Linked DNA regions of Mus musculus: region 2 is linked to region 1. Evidence: chromatin contacts called from public promoter capture Hi-C data. All regions are on one chromosome and are shown on one strand. The core of a region is the stretch at or near the end of the contact, and the rest is flanking DNA. Distances in the headings are between cores, read along the strand shown.

Region 1 (2,977 bases), core at 248-2,747:
AGAATCAGAGACAGAGAGACAAGACAGGCAGAGACAGCTTATGATTTACGTCAAATAATTAGTTGATTCTGCCCATGTTTCCTTGTCTTTAAAATAGGAATCAAAGAATAGTATTGAATATCTTATGAGTCAATGTGAGAAAATGCTTAGATAGTGCCTGGTATTGAGCAAGCCTTCTCACAGTGGGCTAGTGACCACTGTCTCTATAACTAGGGGGTATCCGACTTGGGATGATGTTGGCTTAGTGATTTTTAATGATGAAGGTACAAAAGCAGTATGTATTCAATGGAAACCAGGCTTCAAATTCTCCACAGAGATCTTTTCCTAGGGTAGTGATAGGTGGGCATGATTCTCTCTAAGCTAGGCCACAGAAGTAAGCATAATTCCAATGAGCCATGAGACCATGAGGGGACTGTGTCACTAAGCTAAGGATGAATAGTCAATGCACTTTCTACTTAGGATGTCTATCTTCAACTTGTGATGACTTTTCTAGAATCTACATGCACCATAAGCCAAGGAATATCTGCAGTATTATCCTGGGCTTAGAGAAGAAACTACCACCTGAGCCTGGAAAAGCTCCAATGTTGAAATGTTTCTATTTTGCTACTGTGCCTCATAAATCGTAGACCCTGGTTGCTGGAAGTAGCTTTCTAGTGCACCTTCAGGGTTTATCACACTTGTATACACAGTGTGTTGCTAAGGGGTGGGTTCTGGGTGGGAGTTTTTATGCTGGAATCCTGATCTCACCTCTTCAGTTGGTGGATGTAGGTAAGCTGTTCTCAACAACTGTGGTCAAGACTGTCTTCCCAAGATTCATGTGTTTAAGTTTGGTCTGCAGCCCATGGTTCTGTTTGGCTGTACTGGAGTCTTCAGGATATGAGGTCTAACTGGAAGAAGTTTGGGCGTTAAGAGAAGGTCCTTGAAAGGGCTATGGGCACACAAGCTCCCTCTTGCCTGTCCTTTGTCATCCTTCAGCATGCACTTTCACTGTGGTACATACACTGTACTGCCACTGGCCCAGAGTAACAAAGCCAAGTGACCATGGCCTCTAAAGCCATAAGCCACTCCTTCATGGGGACACAGATATTCAGTTCCAGCCTGGCAAAGCTGATTAGCATGCTCCTTACCTGCCGTTCTGTTGTGGGGCCATAGATGTAGGGGAAGAGCGGGGAGGGAGATAGCCAGAGTCCGAACAGAGTTCCTGTGCTTTGGGCAGGCAGACATGGGAGGACTGCCGGATGCTTTCCACGTGCCTTGGGTGGGCATCTGGCTGTGTGAAGCCACTGACCCACACAGCTGGGGGTGGACAAGGGGCAGCCCCCGGTACCAGGTTCTCAGTCTCTGGCATCCCATGCTGGAAGGGAAAGAGAAAGAGAGTTATAGAGTAAGAAAGGTGAAGGCTTAGAGAGAGAGGTAAAAGCTTAGAGAGTAAGAAAGTAAGGAGAGAGAGTGAAGAAAGTAGAAGCTTAAGAGAGGGGAGAGGGGCCAAGCAGCCCCTCTTATACTGGTCTTGTTATCTTGCTGTTGCTAGGTAACTGTGAGGAGGAGTCTAGCCAGAAGGCCAGAAGCTAGGGGCATTCTGTATGTGACCTATAGCCACAGCTTCTCCTGTAGGAGTTCTGGGGGTGGTAACTTCAACAGGAGTCCAGGAGATATGGGGGAATGCCTACCATCCCATGTAGATGGAAATTACCACCCACGGGTCCCATGGGGTTCAAGACCTCAGCTCGACTGGAGACCAGGCCATCTGTGCATAGCCCATTGCTCCACATTTTGTCACATGGTGTGGTGGAGATTCCTCTCTGAAAGGTTATTGTGCAGGAATGAACCAGCTGCTGGAAAACCCTCTGCATACCAAAAGCCCTGTATTTGTTCATTGTTATGCTTGCTGCTTTTTACTCTAAGTATGAACTAGATCTCAGAGCTCCTTGGTGGTTGAGCTAAGACTGTAGGCCCTTCTCAGTACCCTCTCTACTTTGGTATATAATTGCTTAGTTCTCATTCATCTTTTCAGAGTCTAAATGTAGAAAGTCAGAGTTGTTAGTGAAGATTTCTAGAAGAACATTTTCTAAGGGGGGAAAAAACTTTAACTGCCAAGTTCAGGGATTTAGGATGTGGCTTGGTGCTGAAGTAATTGGCTCTCTTAGTCTTGCATTAGAAGAGATTCTTTTTCAGAGTGTAAGGTTGAGAGGTGTGAGGGGAACTCTCACATTCTGGTAATTGCTCTAAGGGATAACTTACCTTTAAAAAACCTGTGTTATTCAGCGGCTGCTCCTTCCTCCCCGTGCCTTTTGAGAATCCCATCAGCTATCCTAACCGGTCCCCCCCTCTCTCTCTCTGAATTTCCTCTTTAACTAGTAACAGTTGCCTCAAGTACCATTGCTTGAGATTCTCTCTGCAGTTTTAGCAATTTATTGGGTGAGGGGAGTGGTGTGTACACATTAACACTGGGGAGTTTCTTAGGACAATGCAGAAATAATTTAACCATCAAGATTTTGTATCTGCCAGAGAATCAAGGCATGGTAGAAGTTACTGGAAGCATGCTGTACACTGCTTGTGGCTGTTAAATTACTTTAGCACACATATACAGGGCATGTGTGTATGTGAATTGAATTGAACTAGTCATGAAATCAGAACTTTACAGCACTCCGGTATTGAAAAAACTGTCTTTTAAATTCACTTCCATCTTCCTGATAGTTAACGAGACAGATCATTTTATAATTTTGTTTTTCCTGTGTAAGGAAAACAAAAGGACAGGCAGGGTTTTCATTTGTCTTTTATGTCTTCACCCAAACCAAGAAAACATTAGGAAATTGCAAATATATTCTCATTCTGTCATAGAAAAGCTTAATGTTTTCCTCCATCAGGCACCAGTTCAAACTCTGACATTTCTCTTGGTTTTTCTAGCACTAGAGTAACAAAGAGAAATATTCTGACATTAAGACACATTTCCAGATATAACTAATGCTGTCTTATT
Region 2 (2,931 bases), core at 152-2,651, 1.5 Mb before region 1:
AAGAGACAATGAAGTTATCTACAATAAAATGTCCTGTCAGAAAATGATACTTTCACATTTTTGTCTTCCTGTGCATGTTTCACTAATAAAGGTAACATACACTCTGTATTTGAAGTATCTTTTTCAAAAACTTACATTTCTTCATGTCTTTTAGAAAGGTGAATTTCTTGAGTAAACAAGGAAGCCATCTTTAATCAAAGCTGGGCTATAAGTTTTCTGCTAAATAATAAAAACATTTAGTTATCTTTACCCATGTGTTCAACTGTGCGATTTGGTTTTAGTACTGAAACAATACATTAATTCTCTCAAAAGAGAAAACTGACAATTTTATGTGTAATGTGAAAGAATGCACTCAAGCACATTTTTATTAATTTTTTTTTTTTTTTTTGCATTTGTCAAATTCACTCAAAACACCATGGATCAGGTAAACTCAAGACGCTTCATATCTGCTACCTCCACCCAAGCTCTAATCTTAAACAGAATTTCAACAAACAAACAGCCGGCACTAAGACTAATGGACATTTTAACAGAAAGAAAAAAAAAAACCTAAAAATTCAACACACACTCATAGACAGAAAGGCAAACACGTCTGAGGACCAACTGGGAACTCATGGTCTTGCCTTTAGCGGAAGACTGCTCAGTGCTACCATGACCCTTCCAAACAGGGGAAGTATTTTTACATGTGTAACTTAGGAAAAAGTCGATTAAGTCTGCCCGCCGCGTTCTAGCAAGTCAGCACTCGCGTTTGGAGACTTCCTATGGCACACTACACCAGGCACCACTCCCCTTGGCTAAAGTACTTGCACAAGTATAGATGGTGGGCTAATGACGTGCTCTGAACGCGCTAGGCTGAGCACACAAGCTAAAGGTGCCCCACCAAAGGGAGACACATCCAACACTGACATTCCGTGAAGGAGACTTCCCTAAACTTTCTGAAATTAAACGCCGCTCGCTCAGGATCGGATGGCGACCGGACGCCCGAGCTCTGGGTGCTCCGCACACTGCACAGGGGCCTGCCCGGCCCTTCAGCAGGCTCCTTCTCCGCCCAGGGCCCACCTCACGCCCGGCTTCCTCGCCTTCCTCCCGGCGAGGTTTGCAGCCGACCAGGGCAGCGTCCAGGCGCCCCTGGAAAGCCACTCCTGCCGCCTCTCTTCCTCTCCTTCGGGAGCAGTTCAAGAAAAACTCTGCCTTTTGAAGCGAGGAAGCGCCCAACGGCCACCCCAAGTCCCGCCTTTCGTCCCAGAAAACTCTGGAAAACCTTTCTGGTCACCTGGCTCCCCTCATTAGCTTCCTCCTCATCCCCCCCTTGCCTCAGGGGCTACGGGCTGTGACCACACTGCGCCCACCTCTGAGCTCTTCCGGGAACGCGCCATGGACGACGCCTGCGCAAGACCTGGGCGTGGTCAGGCAGCCATGTTTGCGTACTTTACGCTCCTGACGTCAGTCAGAGTCCCAGCTACTTGGCTTGGCTTGGCTCTGGCGCGGGTTCGAGCACCTCAGGGAGATGAGACTGTGGAAGATTCCCCAAAAGGGGCCTTAGAAACCTGGAAGAAGATGTGGTGATAGCTCAAGCTTTTAAAAAGTGGTCTCTGCATATGTTATAAAGTCTTCGGGGAGTACAGTTGGCTTCCTCCCTGTAACATATTCCTCCTTTGGAATGTTCCAGTGGGGGGGGGGGGGGGGGAAGGCGTGAGTGTTGTGGGGACTATCCAAAGACTTGTCATTAAGTTTGTTCATCCGAGGCCTGCAGAGCAGCCTCTAGGTCGCACACAGATCAACACAGCAAGTTCACAGCCTTGTGTTGTTTAGCCCACAGCACTCCTCCCATGTGCAGAAGTGTACCCTTACGCTTCATTTTATTCCTTGAAATAACTTTGTGAGCGAGTAGTTCTGTTTATTCTTTGCTTATAGATAGAGATATGGAAGAGTGATAAAGTCTTAACTAAGAGTTGCACAGCTGGTAAAGGGTAAACAGAACACATTTAAGTGAGTTTTTCCTCCTAGGTTACCTACATTAAATGTAGCACCGAATTTAGACACTTTGAACTCAGTGTGTCCTTTATTTTGAAAGCCTCTTTTCTACACACTTAGGTATCTTCACTTCTTTACTTCTAGGGCAAGGTCTCACTATGTAGACCTGGCTAGTCCTTTAAATCACAGGACATACCTCTGCCTCTCTGCCTCTCTGCCTCTCTGCCTCTCCCCCTCTCTGCCTCTCTGCCTCTGGTCCTGGGAGTAAAGGCATGGACTATGATACTTGGCTCTTCCTATCTTATAATGCTACTCTCTCAATAGAGGTATTATTTCATTCTCAGTGTGGGACTTCCCACTTCCCCAGCCACATTTTTTTTTTCCACAACAAAAGAACATTTTGTGTTTTGTAAAGTTCCCTTTAAATTTTGGTATGTGTTTGTGTGTGAGTGTGTGTGTGTGTGTGTGTTGGGATGGTATGCTACAATGTATATAGGTGTCCTCAAAGGGCAGAATAGAGATTTAGATCCCCTTGAGACTCTTTATTTGATTGTTGTGATGAGAACTCTTGTCCTCTGTAAGAACAGCCAGAACTCATAACTGCTGGATCCATCTCTCTCCAGCATCAAGAAAAATATTTTTGACTTTGGTTTCCTATTGTGCATTTTCTAACTGGATGAGTGAAATTTCTCCTGATTTTGAAGCACTGTAACCTGTGCTTGGCAGATCTGTTGTTAAACTGCTTCACACCCTCCCTCTTTAAAAATAGACCCTTGAATGGTTCTGTGTTCTGGGCTCTCCCATGAATAAAATAGCCTTTGCATAGTCACAAAGCATTCTTGTTTGTTTTATAGAATTTCAAAATAAATTTTAACTATTTTTGGACTATGTGAACAGACAATCTAACTATTAAAATGTTTTCATGTTTATTAAGACAAACTTTATGTACCCTCATGCTTT

Evidence for each region. Promoter capture Hi-C pulls out the DNA fragments that hold promoters and counts their contacts.
Region 2: a contact with region 1 is called in a promoter capture Hi-C map of embryonic stem cells, with 4 times the contacts expected there. The contact joins the promoter of 3830406C13Rik here to the promoter of Fhitos in region 1. A contact is called at or near these places in 2 of 39 promoter capture datasets (embryonic stem cells and liver).

Annotation. Positions count from the first base shown.
Region 1 is chr14:10,737,073-10,740,049 of GRCm38.p6, reverse strand. It overlaps Fhitos (fragile histidine triad gene, opposite strand), which reads right to left and starts at 1,497. Exons shown (of 4, transcript NR_131139.1): 1 at 1,128-1,497. It also overlaps a transcript of Fhit not described here.
Region 2 is chr14:12,282,673-12,285,603 of GRCm38.p6, reverse strand. 3830406C13Rik (RIKEN cDNA 3830406C13 gene) reads right to left here and starts at 1,401. Exons shown (of 5, transcript NM_178141.3): 1 at 1,347-1,401; 2 at 136-219. The coding sequence starts at 188.